3 separate regions of the Mus musculus genome follow, and all the other regions are linked to region 1. The links are chromatin contacts, called in public HiCAR-type and HiChIP or PLAC-seq maps. All regions are on one chromosome and are shown on one strand. The core of a region is the stretch at or near the end of the contact, and the rest is flanking DNA. Distances in the headings are between cores, read along the strand shown. Region 1 holds the start of Epb41l5 (erythrocyte membrane protein band 4.1 like 5). Region 2 holds the start of 2210011K15Rik (a long non-coding RNA gene). Region 3 holds the start of 2900060B14Rik (RIKEN cDNA 2900060B14 gene).

Region 1 (4,530 bases), core at 794-3,293:
TATATATATACACAGCACTCATGTAGAGATCAGTTCTCTCCACCTTGTGAGTCCTGGGGATGAAGCTGGGGTTATCATGCTTGCTTCTAAGTGTCTTTACCTCTAGAGCCATCTCACCAGCCCAACTCATTCTTAATTATGCCATCACGTGGATGTTGCATAATTTCATTTTATAACAATTACTATATTGTATGTGTGTGCATCTACTAGGTGAGCTAGATCCCCTCGCCTACCCTGCCTTTTTGAAACTACTCTTGCTTTAAAAATCTGTACCAGGCAGCAGAAATGATGCTGGTTTCCTGGTATGGTGATTTGAGTTTTTAATCTCTCCACCACAAGGCTGTATGGATAGAGCTGTGTGTAGTACTCAGCTGTTGCTCCTTTGGCCCCAGCTGAGGTGCCACACTGGTAACTGACAATAATCTAGCAACGCCATGGGGACAGAAGGAGCAGTTGGTACAGGCACGGACAGTGCCAAATCCCCGGAAACTGTATTCTGGTTTCAGTGAGCTGCAGCCTCCCTTTATACACGCTAATTTTCAGGCAAGATCCCATAAAACCCTTGTTCCAGACCTTCTGCTCTTCTTGCTCTTAGTGTCACTAGGGCCCTTGCGTAGCTCCACACAGTCCTTTGCCCTTGCTCTTTATGTCCTTCCCGGATGTCTACTGGGCTCTTTCCTCACCTACTTTAAGTCTGAAGTCATTGTCACTGCCCTAAGAGCCTTCCTCCCTGCTTATATTGCAACCCTTCATTCCCAGACCCCACACCCACTGCTATTTTCTAGGTGTTTACTAACCGCCAGTCAGACATGTTTTGAACCAAGGACTTTATGCACTCTACCAACTGAGCTATACCCTACAGCATTTTCTTTTTCCTTCTGAGATGGTGTTAGGTAGACTGGCCTCCAATTCCTGGGCTTAAGTGATCTTTCTGCCTCAAAGGCTATAGGCACAAGGAGGACAGGTACACTCTCCCATACAGGCTAAACCATGAAATAACTTGTTTAATTATGACAGAACCTCTCAATGTGGCCAGTGCTGGCCCTGAACTCACTACTCAGCCCCCAAGGGGCTTTTACTGCTGGGATTGCCTTGAGGGACTCCTGTCTTTCTTCTTTATCTGCCTTATCTCCAGGGTCTACAGAGCTGTAGGCATTTTGATAAACTATCTGAAGAATGAATGAATGGAATGTCGCCCTGCCACTTAGGGCCTCCATTCTGTGACCACAGTGCCTGGAGCATCAGTCTGTTATTTCCCTTTCCCAGCAGCGTTCTCTCCAGGGCTCTCATCACCACTTGACACATAGTTGTTCTCTTTCTCCATTACAGACTAAAGGTTGCTTTAATCTCTAGGATTTGGGGGGAGGGAGCAAGGAAACATTTAAATAAATGCTGGATCAATTAATAAACAACTGTGTAAGAGAAAACATACTAGACTACATTAAAAATAGGAAAATACTCATTTTTGCTGTGCCAGGGATTGGATCCTGGGCCTGGTATGTGCTAGTCTAACACCCTACCACTGAACTGTATCTTAAACCCAACGTTTCATTTTCAAATCATATTACCAGGAAGGTGAAAAATTCAAAACATAAACCAAGCGCCATGGAGATGCTCAGTGTGGGTAAAAGTGCTTCATTCCAAATGTGAAGGCCAGAGTCTGGTCCCCTGTGCCCACATGATACTCCTGCAAGTTGTTCTCAGACAGGGACTGTGGCATATCTTTCCCTGACCCATACATATACGCACAGAAAAAAATAATCTTTTTTAAAAGACAGGATTTCACTAGGTAGTCCTGGCTGACCTGTAACTAAGTAGCTGTGGCTGGACTCGAACTCACAGAAATCCACCTGCCTCTGCCTCTGCCTCTGCCTCTGCCTCTGCCTCTGCCTCTGCCTCTGGAGTATTGGGATTAAAGGTGAACTGCCTTTCTGTATTTCTATAGTCCCATCTGGTGTTGCCAGCTTAAATTCAGGTCTCAGGAGGCCGATTTCCGGGGCGGTGCCATTGCCCCTTTAAGAGCGGAGCGTCCCGCCCTTCGGGGGGCGGACCTTGGATGGGGCTTTAAGGGGCGTGCCCTCGGGCGGCCGGGGTCCTCCGGGGATTAGCGCAGGGTGGGCTCGCGCCTTGCGCCGCCATTTCTCGGTGTCTCTGGAGACCCGTCCTCTCCTCTAGCCGGCTGGGCATCTCTCTCCGAGGGTCGCGCGTCCCAGTCGCAGTGGTCTCCGTCGCTTCACGGTGTTCACCCCCGAGTACAGGTAAGAGTTTGGCCTCGGGTGTCCAGTTGGCCCTGCTCACTGAGCCGAGGCTCTCGACCGTGCCGGGTGGGCGGCCCGGCTCCCCGGGCGACGCCGCGGGCTGGGAGGGGAGTGGCGGCGACGGCCAATGGGGCTGGGCGCTGAGTTTCGGGCGATACCGCGCGGTGGCCGCTGAGGGCCGGGCGCGTCGCCGGGGTCTCGCGCGTTGTTGGGGGGAAACTCTGGTCACCCCTGACCTCCCCGTAGCTGTGGGATTAGGGGAAGGTCGCCTCGAGTGTCACTTCGCCGGGATTGTGGGCAGACATCGGTGAGACAGGACGTGCCAGCTAGCTCCCGGTCGAGTGAAACTTGGGAAGCGTACGAGGCAGGTGCGTTCCCGGGAACCGCCAAGGCCGAGGGCGCTCCCCGCCCCCACGCGTGGCGCGCGTCCGGTAATGATGGGTTCTCCTGTGGGTAGAAGATAATTGTGTCCATCTCTGGTTACTGTAGTCTCCCGGGTTCTGCTTTAAGAGCGAGAAGGCTCCAGGCTCCGAAGTTGTTTAGCAATAGTTCAAAATTACTAGTAATGGTTTTTTTTTTTTCCCTTAAGAATTGGAGATAAGCCCACCAAGAAATTATGAATGTAATTCACAACTCCGCTCACCCCAGATGCACTGAGCTGAGGCACTGAGCACTGCTAACTGCAGTGGGTAACTTGTATGTGTCTAAATGAACACTTTGGGATCATTATTTTCTTTTTCTTCCCAACCCCCACTTCGTTCTTCTTCTAATTCTTTTTCTCTCTTTCTTCCTTTCCTTTCCTTCTTTTCTTTTCTTTTCTTTTCTTTCGATACTGGGAACCAAACCCGGGTTCTGGAACGCTAGGCTGAACTAAATCTAAATGCTCACACCTGTTTTTTTCTTTTCTTGTTGTTGTTGTTCTTGTTAGGATAACTTGTTTGGGCAGCGATGTGCGCAATGTTCCTGTGTTTAGTTTCTTAGTTACAGTTTCTTTTGCGGGAGTAACTGGGATGAAAGATACTGATAACTTTAGGACATTTTCTATAGTTTTCAATATTACTGTTTTTTTTTTTTTTTAAAAAATCACTAGCTTGGCTGTAGATACCCTATGGTGTAAAGCATGGATACCCAGGGTTCAATCCCCAGCACTGCAACAGGAAGAGCCAAAAGGGAGGCGCAGTTGACACTTGCAATTGGCAAGTCAGTATGTATGAACTTGGAGTGGTGGAAAAGTGGCTCTTGGCTAAATAGGAAATGTATCACTTCAGTTTGCATTTCTGTGATTGAAAAGAAAACTTACTCGTTGAAAACTCAGAAATTAAAGTTATTAGAAGACTTGTAACTCCAAACCCCATATTTCCAGTTGCTTTTAGAGACCCTGTCTCCCCATGCAGCCCAAGCTAGCTTGGAATTTGAGATAGATAGATAGATAGATAGACCCTGTCTCCCCATGCAGCCCAAGCTAGCTTGGAACTTGAGATAAATATATATACATATATATATATATAGAGAGAGGGGGGGGAGAGAGAGAGGAGAGAGAGAGGGAGAGAGAGAGAGAATATGAGAGAGAGAGAGCACGCTCTCTCTCTCTCCCTCTCCTAGATTAGCTTGGAACCAATTCTGCTTCTGCCTTCCAGGGGCTGGAGCTGTTTTGTGAGTCTCTTTTATTATCGTCTTTTAGAATTTGTGCATAGATATCTATATACATATAGATACCTAGATCTCTCTATATAGATATCTAGATATCGATCTCTATATATATTCCATTTTCTAATGTATCATTTTGCTCTATCACATTAGTTTTCTTATTGATCGTCTAATATGTAATATGTATCATAGCAACTTTGCCATGATAGCTGTTTGGTCAGTAAACAAGTCAGACTTGGTTCCTGTCTGTGGGAGTGGAAGGGATGATAGTCAGTAAAAAGGAAGAAAGAAGTCAATTAAATATTTAATTACAGTTTCTTTTCATGTTATAAAGAAAAGTCTGCCTGCTAACAGGGCCATCTAATCCGGCCACAGAATCTGAGAGTACTTTTCTGAGGAAATAAAATTTCATGTGTAAATATAGCGCTCTCTTAGAAAAAAGAATGGGAGATGGAGTGCACAGAGATTTTCTTAGGAAGATCGACCATTGATAAGAAAGTTCTGGAATTAGACATTTGAGCTGAGCAAAGCACTGGAGCTGAGAGCAGAGGGCTAGCAGGCCCAGGAGGAGGAGGAGCCAGGGCTGTTAAAGATTTAAAAGGGAATTAGCTTTGTGGAGGCTGAT
Region 2 (4,530 bases), core at 1,238-3,737, 1.7 Mb before region 1:
TTGAAAATAAATTTTTCTTACATAATATATTCTAATTACAGGCTCCCCTCCCCTCTCACCCTAGTTCCTACTGACCTCCCCTCCCATCTGGATCTACCACCTTTTCTGACTCTCATTAGAAACCAGCAGGCTTCCAAGGGATAATAATAAAATAAAGTAGAATAAGATAAAACAAAAACTAGCACACAGAATAGGGCAAAACAAACAAGCAAAAGGGAGAGAGCTCAAGAAATGGCACAAAAAGATTTATATAAAGGCAGAGACCCACTCATTCACACATTCAGAAATCCCATGAAAAGACTAAACTGGAAGCCATGATATTCTTTAAAAAAGTTTAGGGTATCAAGGGAAAATAAAAATTAAAAAAAATTAAGATTAAAATAAAAAAGCCTTGACATGAGATTATGACATAAGGAACCTCCAAAGATGCCACAAAATTTATTTTCTGTTGGCCATTTACTTCTGGGCATGTAGCCTACCTTAAAAGTAGTTTGTTTTCTGAGGGAGACTCCCTTGGGGAAACTAAATTTTTACTTGCAAGTGGTTATCAGTTGGAGGAGATCGATTCTAGGTTAGATATGGGGACATGTGTTTACTTCTATCAGATCTATGGACTCATCTGGTGTAGACCGGTGCAGGCCCTGTGCACGTGAGTTCATAGCCAGATATGGGGTGACTTAGAGGGCTTTGGTTTTTCTTCCTCCTCCTCCTCCTCCTCCTCCTCCTCCTCCTCCTCCTCCTCCTCCTCCTCCTCCTCCTCCTCCTCCTCCTCCTCCTCCTCCTCTTCTTCTTCTTCTTCTTCTTCTTCTTCTTCTTCTTCTTCTTCTTTTGGTTTTTCGAGACAGGGTTTCTCTGCATAGCCCTGGCTGTCCTGGAACTCATTCTGTAGACCAGACTGGCCTCAAACTCAGAAATCTGCCTCCTCTGCCTCCCGAGTGCTGGGATTAAAGGTGTGTCCCACCACGCCCAGCTTTTACTTTGGTTCCTCTAATTCTCCATCCCCTGTGGCTGTTACAGACTTTCTACCACCTCTTCTGAGGGGCTCCCTGAATACTGAGGGGAGGGATTTGATGGAGACATCCCATTTAGGGCTGAGCATTCAAAGGTCTCTTCCTCTCTGCACATTGTCTGGCTGTGACAATGTTCCCATTTGTTATATTTGTTATATTCCTTATATTTGTTATATTGACATTGTTATGTTTGTTCCCATCTGCTGCAGAAGAAAGCTTCTCTGGTGATGACTGAGTGCAATTGTGCTTTTAATCTGAGGCAAATCTGCTGGTGTTCTCAACAGAGCAGCCGTAGGCATGTTCCTGCTGGCGATTTAGATGGGATCTTTTCCCTACTTGTTGTTTTTGGACTTTGTGTTCTATCCCCAAGGGATATTTACACTACATTTGGCATAAAATTCATACTACAGCTTTATGTTTTATAGTATGAAAAAGAAAGCTTTGGAGATTATTATGATGTAGTTATTTCTTTTGAGCATCACATGGTTATAGTCCTCATAGAGACAAGATTGCTATAGGAACTACAGGGGACCTTGCTCTGCTTCCAGTCTAGACAGGGGAATAAGAAAGACAATAAACATGCAGATAGCTAGAGCATAGTCATGTGCTGAGACTAGCAACATTCACTCATGGTTCATAGGTGGAGGAGAGAGGGTTCCTAGACTTTCATCCAAGATCCTACCCACCACCCTCACCTGTCACCTGGTCTGGGAGAAGCAATAGAGTATATAGGAAGTAAAAGGGAGATGGGGAGAGGAACTCCAGAGATGCTATTGCCATGCGTCATCCCTCCTGCTCCTGTCAGCAGCCTCTGACTCACGGATTCACCAGGAGTGAGCTCATTGGCTCATCAGGCTGGGCTGATACGAAATTGTGTCTGTGGTCTGTTATTCCCCTGCCAGGGGTGAATGTCCCTCACGGAGATTCTTAGCATTAAGAACATCACTAAGAGTACAGACAGCTTTGCACACAAGTCAATAGTGTGTGCGTATGACTGTGTGTGTGTGTGAGTGTGTGAGTGTGTGCATGTGTGTGTGTGTGAGTGTGTGTGAGAGTGAGTGTGTGTGTGTGTGTATGAGTGTGTGTGTGTGCATGTGTGTGAGTCTGAGTCTTAAGGTGGAAGTTTATAAGCCAAGCCTTCCTGATGGTTTTCTCTGCCTGGGTCTTGCATGTGGATGGATACACACTCCCTCAGCTTCATTCTCTGGCTATTTACTGCCTCTACCTCCATTATGGACTCTCCCAATGGGACTGTAAGCCAAAATACGCACTTTTTTACTCCTATAAAGTTACTCTGATCATGGAATTTTATTGCAGTGACAAAAAAAAAAAAAAAAAAAAAGACTGCAGAGCCCTTTCCTGCTATGGCGCCATGCCTTGCCCTGTTGCACTTACTAGACCAGCTTGCTTATATGGTTTCCGAGATAAAGAAAGTTCACCCCAGCTGGTTTTGCAGAACTCCCAACACTCCTGTATCATGGAGGCCGAACCATGACAATGCCTGGCAGAGTCCAAAGACGATGAGTGTTGGTAGCTTCCTCGCATCTGATTTCTAAGTCTGTAAATTCACATCTGAGATAAAAGAAATGCAAGGGCCTAACTCCCGAGCTCTGGGTTTGCTTTCCTCTAGGGTGTGGCTCCAATGCCAGAAGCTGAAGGGCTGAGGAGACTGCTCATCCAGTAGAGGTGCTGGCTGCCGGGCCGGTGGACCGAGCTTGATCCTTGGGACCTAGATGGTAAGTGAGAGCACTGACTCTGACATAATGTCGTTGGACGGTCACACACAGTATGGAACCTCTGCATTCCCCTACAATGAAATCAGTAAATGTTAACTGTTCTTCAGACGTAAGAAGACGAGCCTTAGACGTGATATTTTCATCAGCACGATCTAACGCGAACGATTGAAGGCTGAGACTTGTGCTGGTCATTCTGCTCGCCTCTGCAGCCACACCCAACCAGAAGCAACTCCGAGGAGCAGTGGCAGCAGAAGGGGTGGCAGGGGCAGCAGGGGCAGCAGGGGCAGGAGGGGAAGATGGAGGGGCAGCAAGGGCGGGAGGGGCAGGAGTAGCAGGAGTGGCAGCAGGGGCAGGAGGGGCAGCAAGGGCAGGAGGATCAGGAGGTGCAGGAGGGGCAGGAGGGGCATCAGGGGCTGGAGGGGCAGCAAGGGCAGGAGGGGCAGAAGGGGCAGCAGGGGTGGGAGGGGCATCAGGGGCATCAGGGGCAACAGGGGCAGCAGGAGGGGCAACAAGGGCGGGAGGGGCAGCAGGGGCAGGAGGGGCAGGAGGGGCAGGAGGGGCAGCAGGTGCGGGAGGGACGGGAGGGACAGCAAGGGCAGCAAGGGCGGGAGGGGCAGGAGGGGCAGCAGGGGCAGCAGTTGCGGGAGGGGCAGCAGGGGCAGGAGGGGCAGGAGGGGCAGCAAGGGCAGCAAGGGCGGGAGGGGCAGGAGGGGCAGCAGGGGCAGGAGGGACAGGAGGGGCAGCTGGGGCAGGAGGGACAGGAGGGGCAGCAGGGGCAGGAGGGACAGGAGGGGCAGCTGGGGCAGCAGGGGCAGGAGGGGCAGCAAGGGCAGCAAGGGCGGGAGGGGCAGGAGGGGCAGGAGGGACAGCAGGGGCGGGAGGGGCAGCAGGGGGGCAGCAGGGGCAGGAGGGGCAACAAGGGCGGGAGGGGCAGCAGGGGCAGGAGGGGCAGGAGGGGCAGGAGGGGCAGCAGGTGCGGGAGGGACGGGAGGGACAGCAAGGGCAGCAAGGGCGGGAGGGGCAGGAGGGGCAGCAGGGGCAGCAGTTGCGGGAGGGGCAGCAGGGGCAGGAGGGGCAGGAGGGGCAGCAAGGGCAGCAAGGGCGGGAGGGGCAGGAGGGGCAGCAGGGGCAGGAGGGACAGGAGGGGCAGCTGGGGCAGCAGGGGCAGGAGGGGCAGCAAGGGCAGCAAAGGCGGGAGGGGCAGGAGGGGAAGGAGGGACAGCAGGGGCGGAAGGGGCAGCAGGAGGGGCAGCAGGAGGGGCAGCAGGGGCGGGAGGGAAAGCAAGGGCGGGAGGGGCAGGAGGGGAAGCAGGGGCAGGAGGGGCAGCAGGGGCAGGAGGTGCAACAGGGGCAGGAGGGACAGCAAGGGCGGGAGGGGCAGGAGGGGCAGCAGGGGCGGGAGGGGCAGGAGGGGCAGGATGGGCAGGATGGGCAAGAGTGTCAGCAAGGGCAGGAGGGACAGAAGGAGGGGCAGCAGGGGCAGCAGGAGGAGCTGGCCACACTGCATCTTTACTGGGTTTCTAGGAAGTGGTCCTTGGCTATAAAACCTTCAAGCCTGTGCTGGAGAGATTGCTTCATTGATACAGAACTTTTCTAGTAAGTATGAAGACCTGAATTCAAAGTTCAGATACTCAGCATTCACAGATATACACACAGACATCTGTCTCTGTCTCTGTCTCTGTCTCTCTCTCTCTCTCTCTCTCTCTCTCTCTCTCTGTGTGTGTGTGTGTGTGTGTGCCCCTGCAGAGGCATGCATCAGTAACCTCACTATGTTTCCAGGGAAA
Region 3 (4,530 bases), core at 1,229-3,728, 1.2 Mb after region 1:
AAGCTAGAGTCATTAGAGAGGAAGGAGCCTCAATGAGGGAACATCTTCATGAAATCCAGTTCTAAGGCATTTTCTCAATTAGAGATCAATGGGGGAGGACCCCGGCATATTGAGGGTGGTGCCATCCTTGGGCTGGTAGTCCTGGGTTCTATAAGAAAGCAAGCCATGGGAAGCAAGGCAGTATGAAGTACCCCTCCATTCCCTCCGCATCAGCTCCTGCCTCCAGGGTTCCTGCCCTGCTTGAGTTCCTGTCCTGACTTCCTTCAATGATGAACAGTGCTGTGGAAGCATAAACTACTGAACAAAGCCTTTCCTCCCCAACTAGCCTTCTGCTCGGTGTTTGTTGAAGCAATAGAGACTAAAACAACCTCTAACCCATTAGCTTAAGAGAAACTAAGCCCAGAGAGTCGCACACACGGTTTGTGAAGACAGTCCCACTTCGCTTGGCCTACCTGGGGATTAGCAGCTTGATCCATGATCTTTAGCAGCAGGGTTTGGTCTTGCTCCCTCACGGAGTCTTTAGCATCTCCCAGTCTGTCTATTAGACTTGGCAACACTGGAAACCAAAATGGAAATGGAGTAAATGAGAATACATCTTGAGATCTGAGGTCACCCGCCGCTCATCTGCAGTTTGCTGGCCTAAGGTAGCTATTCCAAAGCTAGGGATGGGTGAGGACTGTGTCTATAATCTCTGCACTCGGGTCGTGGAGGAAGGAGAATCAGGAGTTCAAGGTCATCCTTTGCAGGCAATGTTGAAGACCAGCCAGTGGCACCCAGTGTGGGAGGGAGAGAGGGACCTTACGGTAGGAGGGCTCCCACAGCCCCAAAGTCCCCTGCAGCTGGGAGAGTGAGCCATTCTCATCAGGGGGTATGCATAAGGACTCACCTTATAAACATCCCTCAGCTACGCTTCTGCATGCAACCCTAGTGAGACTCGGTAGGTCATGGGAGGGGAAAGACAGGAATGTAGAAGGAGCTAAGTGGAGAAAGAAGGTATCAAGCAGGAGTGAGAGGGAAATAGAGGCAACTGTAAGAGTGGAGGTGTGGTTGAAATACACTGTAGGGAATGCCATGCTTGAAATGACATATGCAATGGAAACATTAAGCAACAGACCAGCATGCTTCAGTGGCATTGGGTACATTTTACTTATAGCATACAAAAGACACACAGCACACCCACACACTGAAGCATGGGCCAGCCCACCCATGTCTATTCCAACCCCGTTAGGCCTCTGGTGAGAATCCATGAGTCCTGAGCTAATGTAGGGGGGAAATGGAAAATGGTTCAAACATCAGATTCCTAACAGTAAGTTTCAGGATCCCACCATCCTTCTCAGTGAGCGCACTGACTGCAAAGCTACAGAAAAAGAAAAGGACAGACAGACACTGGTAATGAACACTAGTGGAGAATTCCAGCTGACACTGTGGCTCAGTGGTTATTGCTTGCTGGCATACAGAGGACATAGATTCTATTCACCCACTGCGCACACAAAAGGGAATCAAGAAAAGAGAATAGAGAAATTTGCTACTGAAACAGTTGTATAAACAGAATTGCTTAGTGTTTACATCGCCACCATGAAACACACTGATTTAGAGACATCTAAACGGTGGAAAAATCCAACTGGCTCCTTTTTTGTAGGACTTTTCAAAGAAAACTGAGTCTCCGAGGAGGTTGAGAGGACAATGCGTACTGGCTGGCATCAAGCTGATGTCTAAACTGGCATAAAAATCCTCAATTGGCAATATTATAATAATTCGGGTTTAGAGGGGAAGGTACCAGTTTAGGGGCGGTGAGGCCACGATGTGGGGTGAGTCCAGGGTGGGACGGAAGGATGAGAGCCTGCTATGCTAGCTAAGGCTCACCTGTGCCGATTTGCGCCTTGAACCGGTCCTGCAGCCTAGTCACCAGTGCCGACAGGATGTCCATGCCCAAGAGAACCACCTGCAACGCAAAGAAGCACAGCGTCAGCGGTGCAGTGGGATGGCGCTGACATAGCTGGTCCCCGCGGGCGCCCAGCGACTGGGAAGACTGAGCTGGCTGGTCAGGAAAGGGTACTCGGCACGGAAAAACCCGCTACCGTTTGGAAGAAAAACTCGCCGAAGCGGAACTCCACTGAAGCAGCACGACCTAGAGGAGCCTACTGCGGCCCCGCCCTCTCCTTGAGTTGCGTATGCAAATTTACCAGGTCGCACCCTCCCCCCAAATTGCTAACTCTAAGCCTCCCTCCGGCCCCGCCCAGAAAGGCGTGTATGCAAATTTTCAGACTTGTGACGCGCGGCCTTCTGGGTAAAGACAAGCAGGCTTCAGAAAGCCCCTTGGGAGTTTCAGAAAAACAGAAAGGGTATTCGACGTGGGAAGCAGCAGTCGAAGAAAATACTGTACACCGGGCAGGTTGGGGTAGGCCTCCTGCGGTGGTCACCGCAACCAAACCCGGACTTAGAGCTTTCTGGCTGCCGGGCGCGCGTGGTTGCAAGCAACCATCCTTTTCTTGGGGTTGCGCTACTGTCCAATGAACGCGTAGTGAGGGCAGTACTGCTAACGCCTGACAACACACCTGCATCGGTTAGAGCTCTGCTTTACCTTGGTGCAATTTTTGGAAAAAACCACAAAACCTCTCTTCCTTACCTAAACATTTAAAGATTAAAGTAGCCGCGTGTGTACTGTTGCCCTCCTCGCAGTTCCTTTATTGTATGCTAGAGGGCAGCCGGACAGTAATTACTGGAGACCAGCTTTCTCACCGCTGCCCTAAGACTGTGATACACTAAGAAGCGCTCCCTTTGGAAAATGTTGTAATACAGATAAAGGGTTCCGTATTTGGGTTTTCATCCAGCTTACAAGTAAATCTATATACTAATTCAAACACCAAGCCAGCACTGGGAGGAATTAGATACTTGAAAGTGTATAATTCTTTTGAGGCGCAGAGTCTATGTAGCCCTTAGCATGTAGCCCCTGCTGGCCTCAAACTTGTAGCTCCCGACTGCTAAAATTAAAGGCATGTACCACTTCCCGGGGCCCTTTTTTCTCCCAACTTTTAAAATAGTTCTATTTATGAGCATTTTCTTTAAAACAAAGCAAAAAAAAAAAAAAAAAAAAAACCAAAAAAACAAAAACAAACAAAGGTCTTACTTTTGAGCCACAGGATTTAAGTTTCCTTAGTTTGGCTTCCTTCCAAAGAGCACAGTAGGAATGGGAGGTAATTTTACAGTACAGAAACCTGACAAACTATTACCTCAGCCAGGTGACCAAGGTCAGCTTAAACAATGCTAAGTCATGCTGGTGATGTAAGCTTGGTATAATATAATGCACACTTCACCTCTGTCACAGTCTCTTTAAAGCCCACAAGCTGTGAGTAATCTCAAGGAAAATATGAGGGAAACTCAAACACCTGCCCAGTGCGTCGCTGTCAGGGCCAAAACCAAGGATACCGAGAAACTGCCACAGTGAAGACAAATTTTTTATAGTTTCTTAATTTGCCTGGGAAAAGGAAAATGACTTTTTCCAGATATTGTTTTGTTTTGTTTTGAAAGAACCAAATAATAAACAAACCAACTTAAGAGCCAAAGAATGGGCTCCATTGAAAGTTCAGTGTACATAGAGCAAGAGAAATTAAACAGGAAAGCTCCAAGTGCAGCCCAAGGAAGCAAAGGGTTAGAGACCCCCAAAGCGCAGGTGCACAGCAGAGACAGATGCTCTGACAGACAGAGCAGTGGTAAAAAGCAACAGCTGACAATCACTATAGGCTACTACAAAGGAAAAGGGAGGGAGGGAGGGAGGGAGAGAGCAAGGGAGGCAGGGAGTGACAGCACAAAGAAATAGGAACTGCACACTGCTGTTGGAGATGCAAAATGAAAATCAGTGTGCAAAATGTCTTCAGAAAATTAAATAGAACTGAACTGTATGATCCAGCAATTCTGCTCTGGATGTGAACACACGGAGGTAAAGCAGGCTCAAGGGCTCTGCGTGCTCATGTCCGTGGCAGCAATTCTACAGTAAGTATGGAAACGCTCGCTCAACACATGGTCTTATCGCTCCAGTCCTCTAGCCTTCCTATCTACAACTGTGCTTTCACAGTTTTAGCTATCACAGCAAACAACAGTCCCAAAGTAACACATGAAAATTCCTGAAGTAAACAACTTATTGAATTTAAATTGTGTGCTATTCTGAAAGCACAGTACACGATCACACTCTACTGCTCAGTCCCACTCAGAAATGAGAACCATCCCTCTGGCATCCGGCATCCAGGCAGTATACGCTGCCCTCCACGAATCACTTGGCAGTCACACTGCAGCTCTGCTGGGAGACAGAGTGAGCTTACTTGCAAATGTTCCCAAAGCACAAGAGTGACACTGACAATCTGGGCATGCCAAAGAGAAAGTATTGGGACTACAGGGTGTAGCTCCACACCTGGCTTCCTCTTCAGCAAGGGCTTCACAGCCTCGTGAATATGTGCAGAAACACAAATAGTAAGACATTCAGCACAAGGTGGTGGGCTCCCTCCTACTGACTACAAACCGGAAGGCAGTGCCACT

Evidence for each region. HiCAR-type assays count read pairs that join an accessible place to other places. HiChIP or PLAC-seq counts read pairs in DNA pulled down with a chosen protein or histone mark.
Region 2: an HNF4G HiChIP or PLAC-seq map of pancreatic cancer cells shows a contact between it and region 1. The contact joins the promoter of 2210011K15Rik here to the promoter of Epb41l5 in region 1. A contact is called at or near these places in 1 of 39 promoter capture datasets (liver) and 1 of 115 datasets of contacts at active chromatin or transcription factors (pancreatic cancer cells).
Region 3: a HiCAR-type map of astrocytes shows a contact between it and region 1, with 3 times the contacts expected there. The contact joins the promoter of 2900060B14Rik here to the promoter of Epb41l5 in region 1. A contact is called at or near these places in 2 of 39 promoter capture datasets (liver and maxillary cranial neural crest), 1 of 115 datasets of contacts at active chromatin or transcription factors (astrocytes) and 1 of 9 other capture datasets (liver).

The regions. Positions count from the first base shown.
Region 1 is chr1:119,646,513-119,651,042 of GRCm38.p6, reverse strand. It overlaps Epb41l5 (erythrocyte membrane protein band 4.1 like 5), which reads left to right and starts at 2,043. Exons shown (of 25, transcript NM_145506.4): 1 at 2,043-2,258.
Region 2 is chr1:121,358,028-121,362,557 of GRCm38.p6, reverse strand. 2210011K15Rik (a long non-coding RNA gene) reads left to right here and starts at 2,487. Exons shown (of 3, transcript XR_003947976.1): 1 at 2,487-2,536; 2 at 2,641-2,746.
Region 3 is chr1:118,457,213-118,461,742 of GRCm38.p6, reverse strand. 2900060B14Rik (RIKEN cDNA 2900060B14 gene) reads left to right here and starts at 2,478. Exons shown (of 1, transcript NR_027901.1): 1 at 2,478-3,074. It overlaps Clasp1 (CLIP associating protein 1), which reads right to left. Exons shown (of 43, transcript NM_001359328.1): 3 at 1,864-1,942; 4 at 453-556.